Linked DNA regions of Mus musculus: all the other regions are linked to region 1. The links are chromatin contacts, called in public HiCAR-type, HiChIP or PLAC-seq and promoter capture Hi-C maps. All regions are on one chromosome and are shown on one strand. The core of a region is the stretch at or near the end of the contact, and the rest is flanking DNA. Distances in the headings are between cores, read along the strand shown. Region 1 holds the start of Purb (purine rich element binding protein B). Region 2 holds the start of Mtfp1 (mitochondrial fission process 1). Region 3 holds the start of Sec14l2 (SEC14-like lipid binding 2). Region 4 holds the start of Ccdc157 (coiled-coil domain containing 157). Region 5 holds the start of Tbc1d10a (TBC1 domain family, member 10a). Region 6 has its middle 7.5 kb from the start of Tns3. Region 7 overlaps Tns3 (tensin 3).

Region 1 (3,122 bases), core at 253-2,752:
GATCTATCTATCCCTTCCAGTGTTTTCCTGATGAATTTCCGAACCTCGGTTTTAAACAACAGAAGCTGAGACTCTTGCGCAGGTGAGGAGATGCTGCTCCTCTTTGCAGGTTGCTGGCAGTTCCTTGGAACTTAACTGCTTTTCTCTAATTGTCTGTGACTGTTTTCTTATGGTTATTTCTCTTAACTATATTATTTTATTTTTTTTTTTGTTTTCTTCGTCTGCGGCCTCCCCTGATCCCTCTCCACTAGCTCACTGGGGACGAGAAGGAAAGGGCGCTCTCTAGCCAAGGGGATGGTGGTGGGGTTGGGGGAGGCCGGTACGGGAAGCTGCCTGCTTCAATCCTCATCCACTTCCTCACCCTCCGACTCGTCGCCGCCACCGCTGCCCCCGCCGCGTCGCTCGTAAAGCTTATCCCTCTGTCGCTCCTGGATCTCTTTCATTTCATCTGCATACCGACAGAAGGCGCCTCCAAACTTGCCCCAGGCCTTGAAGGGCACGGTGATGGCATTGCGGTAGGACGGCTTCACCTCGCTCACTCGCAGGAACACCCCGTACTTGTTGCAGCCGACGTCGAAGAAGAAGCGCTTCGAGTCCACGGTGATGGAGGTGCCCTCCGGGAGCTCTCCGTACAGGCCGCCCCCGGGGCCGCCGGCGCCGCCTCCCGGGCCGCCGGCCAGCTCGTCCTCGTCGCCCCCGTAGTCGTCGATGAGCTTGGCGAGCGCGTCGCGGAACTCGATGAGGCCCTGCGCGGGCAGCGCGATGGTCTGGCCGCTCTGCAGGCCGCCGGGCCCGGGCCCCCCGCCGAAGCCGCCGCCGCCGCGGTTCACCGTCTGGCGGATGCGCAGGAAGCGGCCGCGCTGGTTCTCCTTGAGGTCCAGGTAGTACTTGCGGTTCTCGCGCACCAGGAACTCGCTCTTGAGCGCGCGGCGCGGCCCGCCGCCCTCCTCGGCGCCCGCCGCCAGCTGCTCGGGGCTGCTGGGACCCAGCTGCGCGTAGTGCTCGATGAAGTCGCCCAGCGAGTCGCGGAACTCGGCGGCCACCGCCATCGACAGCGTGAGGCGGCTCTTGGAGCCGCCCGCGCCCACCTCGGCGATCTTGAGGAAGCGGCCCTTGGCGTTCTGCTTCACGTCCAGGTAGAAGCGCTTGTTCTGGATGTCCAGCCGCTTCGAGGCCAGCTCCTGCGTCTCCTGCTCGCCGCCCGGCCCGCCACCGCCGCCGCCGCCGCCGCGGGGCGCGGGCTGGAAGCCGCCGGGCCCGCCGCCGCCGCCGCCGCCACCGCCGCGCTCGCTGCCGCTGTCGCCGTCCGCCATCTTCTCGGCCGCCGCCTCGCCGCCGCCGCCCGCTGCGCTCGCGCCCCCGCCCTCCGCCCTGCGGCTCGCGCTCCGGGGCCCCCCAGCCTCGCCCGCCGGCTCCTCACGCGCGCCCGCCGCTCATCGCCGGTCGCCGCCGCCCCCCATCGCCTCCGCGCCCCGCCCCCGCGGCTTCCGTGCGGCACGGCCCGCTTCCGGCGCGCGCCTCCCGTGACGTCACTCCGCCCCGCCCGCCGCCGCCTCCCGGCCGGAAGACCCACACACACCACGCCGGCGGGGCGCAGAGGTGACGTCGCTGGCCGCGCCGGCAAGGCGTTCTGCGGCTACCCCGGGCGAGCCTATGTTTCTGTCCGCTGGTTTTGGGGTCCTCTTTCTTGATGCTTTACTGACGCTCCCGGTTTCAGAGGGTTTAGTGTGTGACTAGATGACTCTGTTGCTTTGGGGCTGTGGGAAGGCAGAACGTTTTGCCGAGAAGCACATGAATTATTCAACAGTGGAGCCAATCACCTCCTGGCGCCTGGGAAAGCAGAGAGACAGGAAAGGGCCAGGGGCTAGGGATCTTTCCAGAGCATACCCCAGTAACCTGTTTTCTCCAGTGAGATCCTACTTCTCACTAATGCTACTAGATTATTAATCCTCAGGGACGAGTACACTGATTAAGTCGGACTCCTAACGATTGGATCTAGCAATCCTTCAGTAAATAAGCCCGTGTTTCTAAAACAAAGAAACCAGAATACCATCTTATTTTATAAACTCCCTGAATGGAGTTCACACAAATAACTTTTGGGTTTTTTTTTTTTTTACAATTGGGTGTTTTTAATGATAGGATCTCACTAAGCTATATTGGCTTAAACTTGAGTTCTTGCATCAGTTTAATATTCGTTAACCAGGTTCCTCTAAAGTGTTGTTTTTTTTTTTTTAAAGATTTATTTATTATTATATGTAAGTACACTGAAGCTGTCTTCAGACACACCAGAAGAGGGAGTCAGATCTTGTTACGGATGGTTGTGAGCCACCATGTGGTTGCTGGGATTTGAACTCTGGACCTTCAGTCGGGTGCTCTTACCCACTGAGCCATCTCTCCAGCCCTAAAGTGTTTTAAATTTGTTTCTGTGTGGCTATACATGTACGTGTATGTGGAGGCCGGAAATAGAGTGTTTGTGTTACTCTCCACCGTATTTTTTGTGAGTGGGTCTCTGGCTGAACTTAGAGCTCACTGAATTGATCTAAACTGGCTGTCAGTGAGCCCTAGGGATCCCCCACCCCCACCCCCTGCTGCACCCTGCTCTTTTATGCAGCTGCTAGGTTTTCAAGCTTGTGTCTTAATGCTTGTGTGATGAGCAGTTAACCGCCCCTCTAGCCTGTATTCTGCCTGATGGGCCAGCTTTGTTATTTTGTTTCCGCTGAAATTTCATTTGCATCTAAGCCTAGAGTCTTCTCTTGTAATTTTTTAGTAAGGACATATTTTTGAGTGGTTTTATGGTTTGATTTTTAAGTATAGGACTATGTTTATCTGAAATATATCATGATGTCTGGGATGAAGTAAAGAATCTAAGGAATTTCCTTCAAATGACTAACCCATTGTCCCAGTACTATGTATTGGGTAATCCTTGGAGGATAGATGTTAACAGGTGGAGATAGGGTAGGTTATTTTGGGCAGAGGAACATATGTCTCCAGATGGTGAGTTGTGCAGTTTGGCTGGGGCCTAGGGTCTGTGAACAGTGGAACTGGGCGCAGCTGTTCTCTGGTGGCTAGGAGAGATCCTTGATTCAGTGGACAGGGGCCACCATAAACTGTATAAACAGGAG
Region 2 (3,122 bases), core at 261-2,760, 2.4 Mb before region 1:
AGACGGTTGATGGTGAAGCCTGGGATAGCCACAGAGGCCAGAGACTGCCACACAAAGGTGTCGACCACAGCCAGGGCCATTCTGGTGTTGCGGCCTGCTTCAGGGCTTGGCACCTGAAAGGTACAAAGACATTTAGCCCAGCTGGGGCAGAGGTAGGAAACCTATAGACAGAAGCATGCCGGTGGACCAAGGAGGAAGAACATGCGGAGGTAGTAGGGTAGAAGGCAGCTGGGTGGAGGACTGGGCTGTACTACATTCAGGGTTGGGGGTGATTTGCCCACATCCAGGAGAGGTACCAACTGTCACCTCCTACCCAAATGGTTTGGTCGGGTGGGGATGAACAATCCTACAAACAAGATTAGCTTATGGACTGCACTATGAGACGCTAACGGGGATAGGGCTGTCCCCACTGCAAGACTGCATACCACCCACACTAGGATGGGTTGGAAAGGGTTAATTAACACTCACCTCTCCTGCCTTCTTGCCTTTGTCTATGGCATCGGCCAGGACATAGGAGCTGGACACACCATAGCTCAACCACACCACAGCTGCAGGAACCAGCGAGCGGAAAGCCTCCCCCACCTCATTGGCGTAGCCTGGAGGGAAAAGGCATTTAACTCTCTGGCCCTTTCCACAAGGGGGCGCTACACAGAAAGCTGCTTCTAACCCTAACCTCTTAAACTACAGTGCGGCAGGTGACCTCAGTCAAGTAACTTTACCTTTTGGTTTCTAGGCCCGCGGACTGACACCGACAATGAAGTTCATGGCTCACTGATCAAAGTCCCCAGCCGTGGTTCTGGGGATCTGCACCAGGGAGGCGACCGGAGGCCACCGAATCACTGAGGGTGGGCTCCACTGACCAGTATCAAGTGCCAGGTCTTTTAAGGCCTTACCTCAGCCCGCTCTTACAGTCAGCACCCGACAGGAGTGCCTCGCATTCAGCCCTTTTTACAGAAGAGAAAACTGAAGCTTAGGAAGAGCCTGGGAAAGGCAGACTTGCTAGGAGTCCAGATCCTCTGACGCCATGGCTAGTGCACGGTCATGGCAGAGGGCAACCCACACACTCGGTTTGTGCCTCCAGAAGAGCCCCGTGGACAGATCTGAACCAACAGGGTTGTGTGACCTTGGACAAGTCCCTAGCCTTCTCCTGAGCCCTGTCTCCAGGCCAAGCCGAATAAGAACTAAGCCCCTTTTCAGACTCCAGATCGGCAACCCGGTCCATTGCTTCCCCCCCCCCCCCGCCCCCAGCCCCTCCGGAGTGGTGGGGTCGCTGCGTCTGTCACTCCCACGCTCACCCAGGTAGCGCACCCACGTGTCCCGGTAGAGGTCGCGCTCGGCGCCCTGCCGCTGCTGCTCCGACATGACTTCCCCGGCAAGGTTGGAGTCGCTGCAGATTAGAGTCTCACCACAACTGTGTCTCCACTAGCACTTGGCTAACACCAGGCAAGAACCCGCCAGTAGTCCGAGGCTGAAGGACGGGTCCCGCTATCGCTAACGCCACTGCAGGGAGTGTCTGAAAATTGCCTTATACAACATCCAAGCCCCTCTCCTAGGCTTGGGTTTTGCAGACAGATGGTCTTGTTTTCTCTGAGCAGTTAATGCAAAACTCTCCCAGACATGACTAGTTTTTGGAGTTAAATAGGTCAGAGTTCCAATCGGAGAATGGAATCTTCTTAGGTGTGCGGCTTCTAGGAAAGGTGTATTTCTCTGAGCCGCGGTTCGTGTGTAAATGGGAGGCGTGCCAACATTCACTGCCTTAGACAGTCGCAAGGACTAATTAATTATAACAGTCATCATGTGTCCAGTAGACTCAAGTTTGCTTCCTTAAGCTCTGGCACTAGCGTAGGGTCCTACTTTACAGTAGGGAAATAGAGACACAAAGAGGACAGCCACTCTCCTGACTCATGCAACTGTTAAAATGGAAAAGGGAGCTAGGGAGTTATTACAAGGGGCAAAAGCACTCTGAATCCTCTGGGATTTCAGAGGGGCAATGCTATGGCCCCTAGAGACAAATCCTACTTGGGCCGCCTAGTAGATGTAAGCCACTTACACACACACACACACACACACCGCCCCTCCCCCCACTCCCCACCCCGGTCCCAACGACCACGTCTGTAAAGCAAAATGGGTGAGAATGGAGAGATGGCTCAGTGGTTAAGAGCGCTTACAGCTCTTCCAGAGGGCCGGAGTTCCAGTCCCAGCATCTACACGGGTGTCTCACAGCCATCTGTAACTCCATCTCGGGGGAATCTGACACTTCTGGTTTCCACAGGCAGCACCCACCTCCCCCAAACACACACACCTATACATTCACACATGAGACACACAGATAAATTCAAATAAATATGGCCTTAAATCTCTTATAAGCCAGGCATGGTGTTGCATGCTTTCATCTCAGAATGTAGGAGGCAGAAACAGGTAGTATTATGTGCGTTCGAGACCAGCCCTGTCTACACAGGGAGTTTCAGGCCTGGTTGGAGGCTACACAGTACAAAAAATATCCAGCTAGGTAAGAACAGGGTCTTATCTAGCTTTGCACAGTTCTTTTAGCTTTTTTAGATCCGAAAGGTGTATACCGACTCCCTTCGGAAGCCAGTGTTTTCAGCCCGTGTCTTCTTGAAACTTGTGGGTCACCGGGGACTGAGCCCGGCGCGGGTGGGAAGGTAGAGTGCTGGAGCGGAATTAGGAGACGGTCCCTAAAGCCACGTGACGCTAACCCTCGGCCTCCCTCCCATTTAGTACCCGCTGCGCCGGTCACCGCGGGAGAACCGCCCAACCCGTCTGGAACCACCGAATGGGGCGGGGCCTCCGCCCTCACCGTGAAGGCTCTCGGGAGCATCCGAATGCCTTGAACAAAGATGGCGGACGACGCTCACCGGCTGAACCAATCGGAAGGCAACTTGTTAGGACTTCGGAGAACGTTGTCGCGAGAGGAGAGGAAAGGGACGTTACTGTCTCTCTGTGCGTGCCTGTGTCCGAGTGTCGTGAGAGTAGAGGGGAAAGGAACAGAACATGTGTGTGTGTGTGTGTAATTTTAGCCTGCTACTTGGCATCTGAAAATTTGGGGTCTAATGTAAGAGACCGCTAGGAAGCCGGCGATGGGCAATGAATTCTGCTCTTTG
Region 3 (3,122 bases), core at 229-2,728, 2.4 Mb before region 1:
AAGGAATGGGGAACAAAGGAAAGGAAGCTGGTAGTCTCAAATGACTTTGTTCAAAAATGATAGTGGAGCTAGTTTGAAAGACTACAAAAGAAGCCAAGGGAGGGGGGTGGACAACCATGATGGAGCAGACAGCTCCTGCAGGTGGCCACAAAAGGGAAACATACTAGGAAAGCCACCAAGGGAGGTGGACAGTGACCCAGGATAGCCACCCCTATCCCTGATCTCTCACTACCCAGTAGTAAACAGGCAGCCCCAAGCCTCCTACAACAGCAGAGACCTTTATCTGGTTACTGACCTGTAGGACACCTCCAGAGAGGACCAATGAGGACTGGCCACCTCTGCCCTTTGCCTTAGGTCAGCTAGGTCTAATCAGACCCTCCCATCCCCCAAAAGCAGCTCCCAGAGTTAGGACAATGGTCATCTAAACAACAAGCAGAAGGCCACCCTTCACCAAGGACCTCACCTAGCCCCTGGCTTAATCCCCACCAAACCTATGCCCAACAGACTTAGCCTGCACGTCAGCAGCAAACCTGGCATGGGAAAAAAGTCACACACAGCAGCCACATCTGCTGCCACACTCTGGAATAAATAAGAAACTGCACAACTGGGAACACTGGGGCTGGACCCCATCAATTCTGATCCCGTGCAACTGAGGAGATAAAGTCTTTTGGCCAGAAGTGCCAGCTCCCGAACTTGAATGGAGTAGATAAGTCCCTGTCTGCCCAGGTGCCAAGGCAAAGCCTGGTCAGGTCCTTTCCTTTTGAGTGGCATCACTAAGTTCAGGCAAGGGTCTGGGTTGCCAGGGTGGGGAGAGCTCTTCTCTCCGAAAGGATTCCAACCTAGTGAATCCCGGACATCTTAGACTTCACACACAAGAGGTGCCCGACAGACAACTCCTCTAATTTCATCGAAGAGCACAGCACACAGGACAGGGTTTGGCCCAAGGTCGCACAGTGACTTAGTGCCTTGAAAGAGCTAGGGGGAGTTTGCCAAGGAACTGTCAGGGACCCTTCCATATGCCACTGCCCCAAAAGAGAAAAACCTCCCGGAAATGGGAGGAAACCTGGGGCCCTGCCCCTGTCCCACGGCCCTGCTACCAGTCCCTGCCAGCCCGGAGGATGAATGTTGCCTTTGTGCCCTCAGCTGCCTCCCAAGGCTTCCAAGCAACCACTTCTTCCCAAGGGGGCACCTCTGGGGCTGCTCATGCTGAAGATCGCGATGACCAAACTTCCCGAGGTCCTCACCCTGAAGGAGAAGCGGTCCGCTGGGCACTAGCCAAGCGGGGGCGATCAGTCGCCCGCCCGCGAGGACAGTCCCTTACAGCCGCTTTTCAGCCAGGAGCGAGGGCCACAGACAGACCAAGAGCAAGCTCACCTTGGCCAGTGCCTCCTCCTGTTTGGGGCTCAGGTCACCGACTCTGCCGCTCATCGTGGCTCAGCCTTGGGGCGCGGTGCCTGCGGCAGCTGATGGAGCTCCGACTCGTTTGCCGCCGCCGCAGCCGCTGGAGTAAAGTCCCAGTCTTTGGCCGAGGCCCCGGGGCTGGCGGCCAAGACCCGCCTCTTAAAGGAGCCCGAGGGGCGGGGCGAGACGCGCAGAGGCCCTGGATTGGAGCCAGAATGCTTGCTCATACACCTGAGGAGCTACTTGGGTCTGGATCCTCATCCTAACCAAGAGGAAGCTGGAAAGCTCTAGCAAACGACGTCTTCTAAGGTGCGACTCCACAAGGCTGGACCGGGCTGCTCTCATAGCTTTCCTTACCCCAAAATGTTGACAGCTCTCTGGTGCCCACTGAAAAGGGATGCCCCTTAAGCGTCTTTCTGCCTGTAGGAACTGTGGTGTTCACTCTGCCATCTGCTTATGGTCACTACTACCAGCTCTGCTTGGGAGTGAGAGTTGACCCCCAGGGTTGCCGATGTAACTCAGTGGCAGAAGGCTTGCCACTGAGTTACGCGCACGACCTTAAGTCGGATTCCCAGCACTGCATGGTCATAGTGGCACATTCCAACACATACCTGAGATCCCAGCATTGGAGAAGCAGAAGTTCTGATCACCCTTAGCTTATTTATTGGGCTTGAGGCAAGCCCAGAATACAAACAAATAAACCAAATGGAGTGGACAGCCTTTTCCCTCTACCTGCAGAGCAGGCATGGTAAAGACCATGGCATCTAGCTGAAGAGAAAGGAAGACCAGCCTCCCCACTAAGACCCAGGTCTCTGCGTCTGATCTTCCCTGCTCTCTGGGAGCCACACCTGAAGCTCTCACATCTCAGTTGGCATGCTCTGCTTCCTCTGTGGAAGTGAGGAGGCTCAGGTTTGAGGGCCCGTGTCCCACGGGTGTCTACGGGGTCCTTTGCCTCACTGCACTGTTGCTTCTTCTCTAACCGAGGGTGATCATGGGCAGGAGGCTAATGGAAGTTAATGTACACAATTCTCAGGTTTGACTTCTTGTGGCCACCTCCTTGCTGTCCATTGCTGGCTGCCTAGCCAGATCTTGGCCGTAGGCTAGACAGAGAGGAAACCACACTGGAAGCCAGAGCCCACAGCAGCCCTGCTGTGCTTATCTGCTTCCCAGCTCTGGCCAAGAGCCTGCGGACTCCCCGCTAGTGACAAGTTTGACTAGTGAGTGGGTGGACTCTGACAGCTGTAGCCTAGCAGCCTCTTGTCCAGCCTATACCATCAGACTGCCTCCCGCCCCCCAGTTACTACTTCTGGCTCACACAATAGAGTTCATAGCCTTCTCCTGCTAGAGCCCTCGCCACTTTGATCTTACTTCCATGGTGATACCTGGTCACAGGGCCAGGGCCATTTTGTCTTCCTACTGTATGCCAAGCAGGAGGCATTGTTCTGGAACCCAGGAATATTTAGACACCACCTTTTGGTCCCAAACTTACTAAAGAGAACACAAGAGCAAGGCAGATGGCCAAGAAGAAGACAATCCTCAACTTCTTTCGGCACAGTAGCCTGAGCTAAGTTCTGGTGGCAGGTGCAAAGTGTAGCTACAGTCAGAGATGTGGAGGCAGCAGAGTGACCAGGGTGGGGCAGGACACGTGGTGCCTAAAACCTTGGTGCGACCTTCCTTAGGAACATTGACCTTCTAGACCGTGAGACCCACGGGACACACTG
Region 4 (3,122 bases), core at 355-2,854, 2.3 Mb before region 1:
CTTCTGGTGTGTCTGAAGACAGTGCACTCATATAAATAAAAATAAATAAATAAAGTCTCTTCTAAGATTCAAGCAGTCTCTTAACTGTAATCCCATATAAAGTCAAAAATACTGGGACCAAAGCAAGACAGAAAACCAGCTGGGCAAACTCCAAAGTCCATGTCTCCACATCCAATGTCAAAGCGCTCTTCAGATCGTCAGCTCCTTTCATCCTTGCCGACTGCTGTTGGCAGATCTGGCAGTCAGCAGCAGCAGACTTCATTCTCCTGGGCTGGTCCCACTCCCTGCTAGCAGTTTTCCTTGGCAGGTATCTCATGACTCTGGCATCTCTAACATCTTGGGGTCTCCAAGGCAACTTCAACTTTACAGCTTCTTAATCTAACTTTTATTCCAATGTCTGGGATCCACACATGATCTTTTGGGGATCCTCTAAAGGGCTGGCATCACTTCTCCAGCTCTGCCCTCTGAAGCACTCTAGGCTCTGCTTGACTCCAGCCAACTGCTGCTGCTGTTCCTGGTTATCATCTTATCGTACTGGCATCTCCAATACACTGGGGTCTACCACTGCAACTAGGCTTCACCAAGAGCCTCTCATAGGCTCTCTTCATGGGGCAAGCCTCAACTCCTTTGCATGACCCCTTCAGTCCTGGGCCATCAACTGTAACTGTAACTGCACCTTCACCAATGGCCTTCCCTGGCCTCTCACGGTGCCAAGCCTCAGCTGCTCTTCATGACACCTTCATGCCTTCAAACTAATACTGCCTGGGTAACTCTTACACACTGCCAAGTACAGCTGCAGCAACAACCATGGCTATCTCTGGAACACAGCTTCTTTGTGCTCTCAGAAAACACTTCCCAGAAGATTTCACCTCAGTGATGCTGGTCTCGTCTTAATCACTAATTTCTTAGCTCCAGCTAACCAGCATCAACTGTCCCAGCAATCCCTTCTACTCTAGACTCTAAAGCCAGAGCCACACAGCCAAATTCTGCTTCCTGTGGCTGGAACCTGATCCCCTTTATTATCTTACCAGCTTTCTGTTTTTCAACTCCCTCACTGCCTAAGCTTGGCTATCCTGAAACTTGCTCAGGAAATTGACTTTGAACTCAGAGATCTGCATGGCTTTGTCTCTTGGGATTAAAGATATGTACCACTACGCCTGAATTATGCTTTTCTTCATCTAGAACTTGCTCTGTCCCAGGCTGGCCTTGAACTCAGATCTGCTTCGTTTTTTGTCTCCTGGAATTAAAGGTGTTAGCACCATGTCCTGGACTCTGTAAGGAGGGATGCAGAGGAGGTGGTGCTGAACCAAAAAATGGGGCTAAAGGTGTAGTAAGTGGGACTCTATGGCATCTTCAAAATGCCAGGCCAAACAGGAAAGAAACAGGGGCGAGGGGTGGGGCGCTGAGGGGGCGAGGAACCGGCCAGAGTCAGGAGGGAAGTTCAGAGTCAGAGGATGTGGAATGGCTTACCTGTCTCCGGCGTCGCAGCCTCAGCTCTGTGTCTGTCTGGCTCACAGAACTTCCTCCAGAGCGTCTGAGGCTCCGAGAATGCCTCGCAACTCTAAGTTGGGAGCCCAGGCCGCTGCCTTGGCAACGGCGTACCGCGCCACGGAGCAGGCGGGGCGGGGCTGGAAGTGCGAAACGGCGAGAGGGCGGGACCGGAAGTGCTCCCGCGGCTTCTCTCTCTGGGTCGCCGCCATCTTGTCATTGAGTTGGATACTTCGTGTGGTGATCTTTAATCTTGTCGTCGCACCGGTTGTCGCCACCGAGGTGGACTGGCAGCCCTGAGCGTCGCAGTCATGCAGGCCGGACCCGTGCAGGCGGTACCCCCGCCGCCGCCAGTAGCCACTGAGTCCAAACAGGTATCGTGCCCCGCGCTCCCTGCCTGCAGGCCTGCTGGAGGCCTCGTTCCTCCCCTCCGCGCGGGCGCTGTGGCACTGCTGCTGGAAGCTCAGGCCACCCCGAAGGACATGGAGGGACTGCAAGTCCCAGGAGTCAGCGCGCTGAGTTGCCTTCTGGTCTCGAAAAAGATATCCCTAGAACCGGACTTTTCAAAACCAGCATGCGGACCTGCACCCCCGGCTTCCTCTGGGGTCTTATGTGAACCACGAAGCCTCCATTCAAAAAGAGGAGAGCTAAGCAAATCATTCTTTCCCCTAGATTAGGAATGGCTGCGTAAATACAGTATGGCTAAGGAAACTTGCCCTGTTTTGTTTTTAACTGCGTCCTCGGATGCTAACCCAAGAGAGTCTGCAGTCTACAGGACAGACGTTCCTGTCAGTATCATGGAGCGTTTATGATAGCCTAATCCGAGCCGGGGACTTGAAGCCCTTACTACCTTTTCTCTGTTTTCACAGCCAATTGAAGAAGAAGCATCGTCAAAGGAGGATCCCACCCCTTCCAAGCCAGTGGTCGGCATTATTTACCCTCCCCCGGAGGTCAGGAACATCGTCGACAAGACTGCCAGTTTTGTGGCCAGGTAACAGCTGCTTCTGCACAGAGGGAACTTGTAGTATAAAGGTCTTTTAAAGCAGCACAGGGGCATCATGGGGAGTTCTAGAGGCTCTGGCTTAGACTCCTTACTTCTTCCAAAACCACAGGAGAGCAATGAGGTAGGTGATAGATAGGACTGGTATGGTTGACATACCACAACAGTAATCGCAGTGAAAGCCATGCCTAGCTGTGTAGTCACTAGGAGTTTCTGCTTCCAAAACAAGTCTGTGGAAATTCCTGGTAGCTTCTTTGTGGCTGCTGATGTGCATATGCTGTGTTAACCTGAAGAAAGAAAAAGAAGAGTTGATTATTCTCATTGTGAAAGGACGACTTTCCCAGAGCCTCAGCTGAATCCAGAGCAAGCTGTTCAGCATGTTAGCTAGTTTCCAGGCAAGGTGAACATTGGTCAGGATTCCTCAACCTCCTCATCCCACATACTTCTGCACCCTTGGATGGAATCTTCTAAGGGCCACTTGACTTCCAACGGTCAACACATCTCCTGGCTTAGGGCACTTATAGAGTATTCTTTTGGCAGCCAGCATCATTATCCAGTCTGCAGATGTTTAGTTTGTCCTTAGAATCCTTAAAAGAGAAAAATCCTATTACCACACTTAGAAATGAGGTGATTT
Region 5 (3,122 bases), core at 349-2,848, 2.3 Mb before region 1:
TGCTTACCCTTTCTTTTTTGCTTTCAAGATATATCTACATTGCATACTTATTAGTGCTTTATTCTTTTCATGGCTGAATTATGTCCATTGTATGGACATACCACATTTATACACTCTTAATTGGTGAAAGTCATTTGAATATTTTTTCTTTTTCTTTTCTTTTTCTCTCTATTTGACCAGGTAGCATTATTTTCATTTTTCTTCGGTAGAATTTCCTAGGAGGAGGATGCAATGTTTGCACAACTCTGTACGGATGCTAAAGAACCATGGGACTGTACCTTTTTTTTTTTTTTTTTTTTTCGAGACAGGGTTTCTCTGTGTAGTCCTGGCTGCCCTGGAACTCACTTTGTAGACCAGGCTGGCCTCAAACTCAGAAATCTGCCTGCCTCTGCCTCCCGAGTGCTGGGATAAAAACCACCACGCCCAGCTTTGTACTTTTTTTTTTTTTTTTTTTTTTGAGATAGGATTTTTATTTGTAGCCCAGTCAGTCTGTCCGGAACTTGTAAACTGTTTTAGCCTACAGAGTACAGGCATCTGTTATCATGCCTAATTTATCTTTAATTTTTATGTATTTGTGCATGTGTAGGTGTGTCGGTGGGGTGATGGAATTTAAATATAGGAAGTATGTATATACCTTAAATAGATGGAAGTGGTGGTATGCTAACCATATTTCAATAAAACTATTGGGGAGTCAGGCAGGATAGCCCACATCTGTAATCCCAGCACTTGGGAGACAGGGAGGGCCCTAGACTACATAGTAAAGTCAAAGCCACTTTGGAGACCCTATCTCAAAGAAAAACAATACAAATCAACCCTCACCAGAAAGGTGTTGGGAAGAAAAAGGTAGAGCTTAGGTCTGATATATATATATGTGTGTGTGTGTGTGTGTGTGTGTGTGTGTGTATGTGTATATATATATATATATATATATATATATATATATAATTTGGTTTTGGGTTTTGGTTTTTCGAGACAGTGTTTCTCTGTGTAGCCCTGGCTGTCCTGGAACTAACTCTGCAGACCAGGCTGGCCTCGAACTCAGAAATTCGCCTGCCTCTGCCTCCCAAGTGCTGAGATTAAATTAAAGGCGTGAGCCATCTTGCCCGGCTGTTCTGTATTATTCTTATAGGGTCTCCCACGAGCTAATTTGCATCCCCCTAAGCAGAACAGCCAGGTGGTTCAGATCCCTAAGCCCACTTGCGTCTCATCACTGTTCTTGAAAATGACCTGGCGAAGTAGCGCTACCCACGACCCTGTTTCCCATGGAGGCAGAGACCTTAGGACCTCTAGGGAAGCCCTAGACCTTCTGCCAGAGAGCAGCAGCAGGTGACACACCAGCTCCGGGCCAACCCGGAAAAGCCAGACGAGCTAGTCCAGGTGAGTTTTTGTGATTGGCAGCCAGGGAAGGCGGGCCCTTGGTGACGGTTGTCCCGCCCCCTCACGTCGGTCCACTTGGCGCCAGGCTGGAGGAGGGGCGAGGCTCGGGACCCTCGGCACCCATTGGGCGCGTGGTGGGAGCTCCCTGGGTATCCGCCCCCAGCTTTGTGGCAGCCAATGGGCACAGTGCGTGGGAGGGGCGTCGGCAGCGTCGGCGGAGGCCGGGCGGCTCAGGCGGCTGAGGTGGCCGCTGGCGCTCTGGTGGCGGGCGCGGCCGATATGGCGAAAAGCAGCAGAGAGAATGGGCCGCGCGAGCCCGCAGCAGGCGGGAGCCTGTCTGGGACCCGGGAAAGCCTGGCCCAGGGCCCCGACGCCGCCACCGCCGACGAGCTGAGCTCGCTCGGCTCCGACTCGGAGGCCAACGGCTTCGCCGAGCGCCGCATCGACAAGTTCGGATTCATCGTGGGTTCGCAGGGCGCCGAGGGCGCGTGAGTAGCTCTGGGGTCTGGGCCGGGCGCGGGACCAGCACAGGCGTGGGCCTGACCCACCAACGTGTCTCCACTGTCCCAACCCCACAGATACGCCGCAAGCGGCAGCCTACTTTCTACCTACGAACAGAAAGGCCATTCCCTTCCTCCTGGTCTTCCCCAAACCGACTGATCCATACCCTCCAAGGAGAGTATCCCCGATGGGGGTTTCCCATCTCCAGCTCATAATCTCGCAGGTTACTCTGGCCTTAAAGCTTTGCCACCCCCTGACACGCGCACAGATGGCTGCCCCATACTTTGCCCACAGCTATTCTCCATCTCCCCCTACCCCACAGAATCCTTGTCTCGCCACCTCAGTATCGGCACCCCAGGAAATCTTAAGACTTCAGGACTCCGAGCTATTCCAGGTCGCGCTAACCCTTACCTCCAGACACATATCTCAGAAGGATTGACACTGGCCAGCCCCCTCCCAGAGGGTCCCATCTTGACTCCCAGTTTCTTTTCATCATGGAAAGGTCTCTCCTCATTACACACCCTCTGCCAAAAGGCAGCTTTGTCCATTGTCACAGGCAACAGGTGGGCCGACACTCCTTCCCAGTAGTTATAGGGCACCTCAACTCTAGGACTCCCCTGTCAGCTTCATCACAGGGGAGCCAGCCAGTAGACTCCCAGGCTGCCGTGTTTATGTCCTTCCTTCCCAAATCCAGATCTAGGACTGGAGAAGGAGGGAGACAGCACCCCACCCTTGAGCTACCAGGTACCCAGCTTTCCATTAGAGAAAGCTGAGGCAGGAGTAACACCTTCCCTCCAAGCTGAGCATGTTGGGCTACAGATTTGTACACAGCAGAACCCCTAGAAGCCCGCCCTCCCAGAGACTGCGGATGCGATCTGGTGGTCTCTTCAGGAAGATGGCCTCTAGATCCTGCTTTCATTCCACTTGTCTTGTGATAGGAGACTAGCGCCATACCCAGAACTGACAAGCCTCCCTGTCATAGTGTACCTCCCAGTTTATAGAGCCTCACAGGCACCATGGAAGCCCTACGCCAGTATATATTCTCCCTCTCCTCTGACTGATTGTGACTGCCCAGGATGTCCCCAGCTGTTCTTGGGACTTACAGAAGTGCTTGATTATCTTAAGAACCCACTCCATGAAGCTGTCCCATATAAATGTCACTTCCACCATATCACCCTCCCTCCCCAAGAGTCTCTTATTCACGAGGCCTCCTCCTCCTTAGAAGGAGAAAATTTTAAATCCAG
Region 6 (3,122 bases), core at 252-2,751, 2.2 Mb after region 1:
CCAGTCTGGCCCTGCAGGGCACACCTCAGGAGGGGCTCACTCACTACGATCTGGAGGTCATACAGATTCCAATAGTCTGAAAGGCACCCAAAAGCACACAAGACGTGCTCTTTTCATAGACTTTGAAGGCATGCCATGACAACTCTACACACAAAGCAGAGGCTTTCCCCTATAACTATCCAGGGTTGTCTGAACCAAGAAAGCACCAGTCTCCTCAAACCACACTCACTCTCCTGATATACTCACCTGCCTCCCCTGTCTCATCTCTGCCTCAGTGGCATCTGGAGCCCACTGCCAGAAGTGTTAAACAGCACGTAAGAAAGCCCAGGTCCTCCATGACAGACTCAGAGTATGCATTCCATTTTCACCATCAGAATCAAGCAGGTTATCGCACCCCCACACGACTGTTGCCAACTTAACAAATTATTTTATTGTGTGAGCATGAAGGTCATGGCCTATGAATGAGGATCCGAGGTCAAAATCGTGGAGTTGGCTCTCTCCTTCCAGCTTCATGTTGGTTCTGGGTTCAACTCAGGCCTCCAGGTACCTCTCTACCCTCTAAGCCATCTGTTGGCTTTCCATAGTTAGCCTAGGAACTCTGAAACCCACTCCCCACCACACCCCACTCCATATTTCACACCCCAATCCCAAGTGCACACACACACCCTTGCTCTGTCTGCTCAGGCCCTCAAGTTCCCTGGCATAGACTGGGAGGTTGAGGGTGGTGGGCTGCAGCTGTTGGCATAACTATTTTTAACTTATGTTTTCTTAGAAATTACATTTCTTAGAAATTACACAATAAGCGAATAAATGACCATCCACATTACTGTTTTTCCTTCCATTTTCCAATTTTTCAGAGTTCTGTATGATAAAACACAGAAGTTCCAGCAGCCATCTCTAAACCCACCTTCCCCACCCAACCCAAAGCCCCAAACTAGTCAAAAAGGCACCTAACACATGCCTGTCTCCATTTACATCAGTCTAAACTCAGCCCTGCCCATGCCTCCCAAGAACTGAAACATAGCAGATCTCACACACACACACACACACACACACACACACACACACACACACACACACACACCCTACATCTTTGGATGCTTTGCCCGATGCCACTGACCTCTTTCAGAATTAGTTATTTGATTCAATCTACTGGAAAATCTTAATAATTAAAACAAAACTTTCCCTCCTTGCCTGCTGCAGGCTTCAGGATTTGTGTCAAGTGGAGACTCCATATTCTGCCACTTAAGCTCTGGTGAATGCTACACAAACCATAATTCAATTCACAGAACCAGATAGAGGGAGGGACCTGTAGGTATGGAACAATGGCTAAGGTGCCTATTTAACATATCAAATTAGACCCCGCCTCCAGGTTCTCCCAGCATCCCTCAATCCCTACTTTTTACAGGGTGTGGCTGACACACCCAACCCCCTTCCCTGAACTCTCCATCCCAGAGGCCAGGCTGCCCTTCCCCCAGAGGCTCCTCCCTATATAATCCAGACATTTTGGTTACCCACCCCGCTTTTTTTCTCCTCTCTTCCCTCCACTGTCTCCCTATGCTGTTCAAGGTCATGACCGCTCCAGACTCTCCCAGGTGTGTCTGCCTCTGGCTATGCTCTCCCAGGTGTCTATCATAAACGTTCTCTTCCACCACACCTGGAAGCAGTCATCTCCTTTCCTTTGCTCTCTCTCTTCCCATTCAGGAATGGCAGTTTCTCATTCCAATTTTGGGGGTCTTGTATTACTTTGGCTGACTATTCAGTTTTATGTGCAGTGAGGGTTGGGTGGTTTGGTGAAAGATTCTACCCTTTAGAGAAGAGAAGAAAAAGGCTGGTTTGGCGCAGCGCACAAAGAGCAGAGGGCATGAGAGTCATAGAAGGAGAGCCAGCATATGGTGATGGGCTGTGAGGGCTTCTCTGCTTTGGAGGAGCTCTTGTTTGGTAAGGCTGAGCTGCCTTACAGTTCTCATCATGTCGCTCCTGCCACACAGATGGAGGAAGCTGTCACACTGGAATGGAGCTGATTTTGATTGGCCATACCATTTGTGCTGTTCTACATATAGTTTGGGTAGAATAGAATGTGCCTTTTCTGTTCTGTGGACACTTGCTGGACCAGGTTTTAATCTCTTTCTGATCTCTCCCTCCACACTATTTTAGGAATTCAGAAACCACTTCCCCAAGGCTCCATAGGTCTTAATCATACGTGAGAAAATTGGTGTAGTAGAGCAGGTGACCTAAGAGACCTGGCTCCTGGATCTTTTTTTTTTTTTTAAAGATTTACTTATTTATTATATGTAAGTACACTGTAGCTGTCCTCAGATACTCCAGAAGAGGGCATCAGATTTCATTACGGATGGTTGTGAGCCACCATGTGGTTGCTGGGATTTGAACTCGGGACCTTCGGAAGAGCAGTCGGCACTCTTAACCACTGAGCCATCTTGCAAGCCCCCTGGATCTTTCTCCAGGTACAGTCAAGTCCTTCATCACACTAGGCTTTTGTCCAAGTTCTAGCTACATCCTGAAGGTCCAGTGTCTAGTCAGAGATTTACTGTGGGTGTCCCTAGTCTCATTCATACCATTTAAGCAGTATTTGCCCCAATAGACCTTCAGCAGAGAAAGACTGCCCATGGGCTCCTTTGTTATAATCTAAGAGTGTTATTAGAAACCCAAAAAATGATAAAGGGGCTATACCACAATACCAAAAATGACACAATGTTAACATCCCCTAGAGGTGAGGGGAAAAAAAATAATTTTGAGGGCAGGAGCAGGGGAAGGGAAGTTGAGAAGGGAGTAGAGACAGAGGAAGAAAGGGGACAGAGAAGGAGAGAGAGAGGAGAGGCTGGCCAGGAACACCTGGAGGGGGGGGGGGTGGGAAAAAGGGATCAGAGAGAGAAGTGAGTAAGAGAGAGAGAGAGAGAGAGAGAGAGAGAAGGGGCAGACACACACACACACACACACAAACACACACACACGGAGCAGGTATACAAATATTCAAATATTCCCTCCTGGGTTTAGCTGGTAGATCATCAGGTGGTAGTTGGAGATCTGGATAACGCTGACAAAGAGGGTCTCACTGATACCGAGAATGGTTTGGGGACTGTGCTGGTTAGGTTTTGGTCAAC
Region 7 (3,122 bases), core at 423-2,922, 2.1 Mb after region 1:
CCCCAGTCCACATCTACCAGGGGACCAGCCCTCCCTCAGAGCACTCTGGGAGTACACATAGTAGGCCTAATGAGCCCTACTCCAGGTTGCCCAGGTTTTCCCCAACCACAGTGAACAACTAACTACTGTCCAAGGGAGCCAGCACAGTCCTCTAGGCTGAACATGTGCCCTGACTCTGCTTCTGTGCCTCTGTCCCAAGACTAGATGCCAACACTCGGAGAAAGTAGGCATCACTCATCACTGAAAAAGAGCTGGTGGCACGGCCAGGAAAGGATGATTGAGGTCTTATCTGAAATCAAATTCTTCAGCATTATATTCTATAATGAAAACCATAGATTTCAAAGCTTTGTCGGTTTGTTCTTGAGATGAAAGTTGCATTCTGCACTCGGTGGTATCCACCAGCCTCTGCTTACAGGGCCTTCTTTTCGGAGGCTTCGGGCCAGAGGCTCCCCTCCCCCTCTGAACATCAGTCAGTGAAGTCCAGCTCAAAGAAGTCCCATGGGAAACTGCAGAATGCTTACCTGGGCTTCACATCTCTTGTGGTAGGAATACTTGCAGGCTGAAAGAAAGAAAGGATGTCTGTTAGTCATGCAATCTCAGGTGACATTTGCCAGGTCTCCATCCTTGAGAGGGGAAGGCTCCAACAGCATTCTCCCTGACAAGAAGTGGCTGTGCACAGAGAAGGCACACTGAGACAAAGTGACAACTGAGAACCAAGGCATAGCTGTGTGGTTACATGTGTGCTCAGCGTGTATCAGGATTTAGATGATTCAATTCCCAGAACAGGGAGAAACAGGGGGGGGAGGAAAAGAAGGAGGGGGGAAGAGGAACAGGAGATGGGGAGAAGGAGGAGAGGGAGGAGGAGGGAAGGAGAAGGAGGAAGAGGAGGAAGGGGAGGAGGAAGAAGAGGAGGGGGAGGAGGAGCAGGAAGGGGGAGGAGGAGGAGAAAGAGGAGGAAAACCACAACAACAAAAGCTCAGACAGTCCGGGTAGAAATTTATCAGGAGTCTACTTATTTCTCATAAATAGACCGGTATTTTTTAAAAGACTTAATCAACCAAGTTGGAGACACAAAGAAGAAAGGCAGGACCTGGAAAGCAGAAGCCCTTCACATTGGCCTAGAGTTAAAACTGATCCCTGGGGAAAGAGGAGGGGGAGGAGGGGAAGGGAGAGGGGGGAGGGGGAAGGAGGGGGAGGGGAAGGGGGAGGGGAAGGAGGGGGAGGGCAAAGACAGGGGGAGAAGGAGGGGAAAGGTAAAGGAGGGGGGGGGAGAGGTGGGGAGGAACAAAGCCCCAGGCCTTTCATCAGAGCCCTCCTAGAAGAAGGAAAGTCATGAGTTCATTTGGTCTCTGCAGATTTCCACTTCCGGGAGACCCAAGCAGACACTGTCAGAATAAATTCATGTCTAAATTCCTACAGAAGAGTCCTTCAACAGAGGCCATTATGTGAGCAGTGCGGGTCCTGTGTCATGGGAGGCCCCAACAATGCAGACGGGGTGCTGGAACCAATGTGGATTTCACAGGCTCTCCCCTCTGGCCCGGAGGCAGGCCGCAGCTGGCCTCAAGGAATAGGGCCAGTAGCAGCAGCGTGGCACAGTGTAGTGACAAGGCCATACGTGGCAGAAAGGGCAGCATGAAGACAATGGGAAATGAAGCAACTGCATATCAGACCACCACAAGGTCCCTTGGGTGCTTTGCACCACGGAGGCTTCAATGCCTTCCCCAAGGCACCTGCCTGAGACTTCCTGTCTGGGCTCTGCCCCTCCAGCCCAGCTCCCCAAGGCAAATTCTAGGATCTCTGAACCTCTGTTCCCCCTCACAGAACTATCAATGTCAAATGGAATCCTTCATGGGCCCCTGCTTTCAAACTACAAAGTGATGACCAGGACATAAGTGTGCAGAGCCCAGACAACAAGGCCTCAGAGGTCAGAGACAGGGACCAAACAAATTGCAGCTTGGTGCTGTGAGCTCAGGAGCTCAGCAAAGTTTCCACTCTGTTGGGCCACTCTGCCTTCTGGATAATACTTGACCAAAAAGTTTAAGCAAGGCTTAAACAGATAAATTTTCCCAGAGCCTAGGAGTTTGTGAACCCCAGGAGTTAAAAACCTATTTGAGTTTTTATCTGTGGGTGATCTTGTTTTCAACTGTCTGTCCAAGCTTTTAAGACTTGCTAAAATACATACCACAAATATTTATTCTTCTTCCTCTAATCAGCACAACACATAATGGTGACCAAGGGTTTCTAAGACAAGAATGATTTTCACTAGATAAGAACAGAGCTTCCGAGAGAGGTGAAAAACCCAGACATGGAGCTGAAGAAATGGCTCAGTAGGAAAGAGCACTAGCTGCTGATCTTCAAATGGACCAGGGTTCAAGTCCCCGCACCCACGTGGCAGTTCACAACTGTCTCTAACTCACAGTTTTAGGGGATCTGGCACCCTCACACAGATATACAAGACATGTAGGCTACATACCAATGCACATAAAAATAAATAATCTTTAAAAAAAACAAACAAACAACCATACAGAAGCCAGCCCAAGCAGAGGAAAGGAGAAACAGCAGAAAATACAAAATTAGGAAGAGACAGCACTTCAGACACATCAGATAGCTTCATGGTGGCCTTAATAACTATCCCCATGTACAATGAATCACTGCTGTCTGCATGTTAGAGAGGATACTGTGTGGTTTCTGGGGGCAAAGAATATGATGCCTTCTGCCACTTTACAGGGCTACTTCAGCAACCCTGCAGAGCTGCCAATCTGGAAAGAAATGGAAGCCACCAGCCAACACTCAGCTCAGTCTGCCAACTCCATGGGCATGATGTCTCAGTGACAGCAGACTCCAACCTCAGCCAGGCCTTCAGATGATGGGCAGCCTCTAAGGAGAGGCTGAGTAGGAACTGCTTGGCCCCCTAAGCCTCACATTCGCAATCCAAGTAGCAGTGAGAAAGAGCAGAGGCTTACAGTTGCACCAAGGAACTAACGGCCATGCTCACAGCGCAGTGACATCCAGCATCTCTGTCCCTAGTCCAGGTTTCTGCCGTCATGTGCTTACTGCCTACGACCACCATGGAAAATGACGCAGTGTCCCATCACCCACAGGGAAAGCTCCGCCTCTTGAGG

What was found. Promoter capture Hi-C pulls out the DNA fragments that hold promoters and counts their contacts. HiCAR-type assays count read pairs that join an accessible place to other places. HiChIP or PLAC-seq counts read pairs in DNA pulled down with a chosen protein or histone mark.
Region 2: a promoter capture Hi-C map of the HPC-7 cell line shows a contact between it and region 1. The contact joins the promoter of Mtfp1 here to the promoter of Purb in region 1. A contact is called at or near these places in 1 of 39 promoter capture datasets (the HPC-7 cell line) and 1 of 115 datasets of contacts at active chromatin or transcription factors (embryonic stem cells).
Region 3: a HiCAR-type map of astrocytes shows a contact between it and region 1, with 9 times the contacts expected there. The contact joins the promoter of Sec14l2 here to the promoter of Purb in region 1. A contact is called at or near these places in 2 of 39 promoter capture datasets (erythroid cells and liver) and 1 of 115 datasets of contacts at active chromatin or transcription factors (astrocytes).
Region 4: a contact with region 1 is called in a promoter capture Hi-C map of pre-B cells, with 6 times the contacts expected there. The contact joins the promoter of Ccdc157 here to the promoter of Purb in region 1. A contact is called at or near these places in 2 of 39 promoter capture datasets (hippocampal neurons and pre-B cells).
Region 5: a contact with region 1 is called in a promoter capture Hi-C map of pre-B cells, with 3 times the contacts expected there. The contact joins the promoter of Tbc1d10a here to the promoter of Purb in region 1. A contact is called at or near these places in 5 of 39 promoter capture datasets (the C10 cell line, cranial neural crest, embryonic stem cells and 2 more), 1 of 484 Hi-C or Micro-C datasets (B cells) and 1 of 115 datasets of contacts at active chromatin or transcription factors (astrocytes).
Region 6: an H3K27ac HiChIP or PLAC-seq map of embryonic stem cells shows a contact between it and region 1, with 5 times the contacts expected there. The contact joins the enhancer-like site here to the promoter of Purb in region 1. A contact is called at or near these places in 5 of 39 promoter capture datasets (the 3T3-L1 cell line, 3T3-L1-derived adipocytes, cranial neural crest and 2 more) and 3 of 115 datasets of contacts at active chromatin or transcription factors (embryonic stem cells and stem cell-derived neural progenitor cells).
Region 7: a contact with region 1 is called in a promoter capture Hi-C map of the C10 cell line, with 7 times the contacts expected there. The contact joins the enhancer-like site here to the promoter of Purb in region 1. A contact is called at or near these places in 5 of 39 promoter capture datasets (the 3T3-L1 cell line, the C10 cell line, cranial neural crest and 2 more), 2 of 115 datasets of contacts at active chromatin or transcription factors (embryonic stem cells and large pre-B cells) and 1 of 9 other capture datasets (embryonic stem cells).

Annotation. Positions count from the first base shown.
Region 1 is chr11:6,474,574-6,477,695 of GRCm38.p6, forward strand. Purb (purine rich element binding protein B) reads right to left here and starts at 1,503. Exons shown (of 1, transcript NM_011221.3): 1 at 1-1,503. The coding sequence starts at 1,313. The coding sequence ends at 339.
Region 2 is chr11:4,093,921-4,097,042 of GRCm38.p6, forward strand. It overlaps Mtfp1 (mitochondrial fission process 1), which reads right to left and starts at 1,511. Exons shown (of 4, transcript NM_026443.4): 1 at 1,296-1,511; 2 at 469-596; 3 at 1-113. The coding sequence starts at 1,362. Gm51935 (a long non-coding RNA gene) reads left to right here. Exons shown (of 3, transcript XR_003949843.1): 3 at 734-822. It overlaps Sec14l2 (SEC14-like lipid binding 2), which reads right to left. Exons shown (of 12, transcript NM_144520.2): 12 at 3,119-3,122.
Region 3 is chr11:4,117,251-4,120,372 of GRCm38.p6, forward strand. Sec14l2 (SEC14-like lipid binding 2) reads right to left here and starts at 1,479. Exons shown (of 12, transcript NM_144520.2): 1 at 1,375-1,479. The coding sequence starts at 1,428. It overlaps Gm51934 (a long non-coding RNA gene), which reads left to right and starts at 1,099. Exons shown (of 3, transcript XR_003949841.1): 1 at 1,099-1,710.
Region 4 is chr11:4,158,689-4,161,810 of GRCm38.p6, forward strand. Ccdc157 (coiled-coil domain containing 157) reads right to left here and starts at 1,605. Exons shown (of 12, transcript NM_001164620.1): 1 at 1,471-1,605. Sf3a1 (splicing factor 3a, subunit 1) reads left to right here and starts at 1,666. Exons shown (of 16, transcript NM_026175.5): 1 at 1,666-1,862; 2 at 2,358-2,479. The coding sequence starts at 1,800.
Region 5 is chr11:4,185,235-4,188,356 of GRCm38.p6, forward strand. Tbc1d10a (TBC1 domain family, member 10a) reads left to right here and starts at 1,599. Exons shown (of 9, transcript NM_134023.1): 1 at 1,599-1,865. The coding sequence starts at 1,657.
Region 6 is chr11:8,670,425-8,673,546 of GRCm38.p6, forward strand. No RefSeq gene overlaps it. Among named protein-coding and RNA genes, the nearest start is that of Tns3, 7.5 kb to the left of the region's middle. Within about 2 kb of position 1,502, at least 7 of the 459 cell types and tissues checked have an H3K27ac peak or open chromatin away from gene starts, as enhancers often do. A contact at or near this core is called in embryonic stem cells, where this site is marked.
Region 7 is chr11:8,600,034-8,603,155 of GRCm38.p6, forward strand. It overlaps Tns3 (tensin 3), which reads right to left. Exons shown (of 31, transcript NM_001083587.1): 3 at 522-559. Among named protein-coding and RNA genes, the nearest start is that of Tns3, 63 kb to the right of the region's middle. Within about 2 kb of position 1,673, at least 64 of the 459 cell types and tissues checked have an H3K27ac peak or open chromatin away from gene starts, as enhancers often do.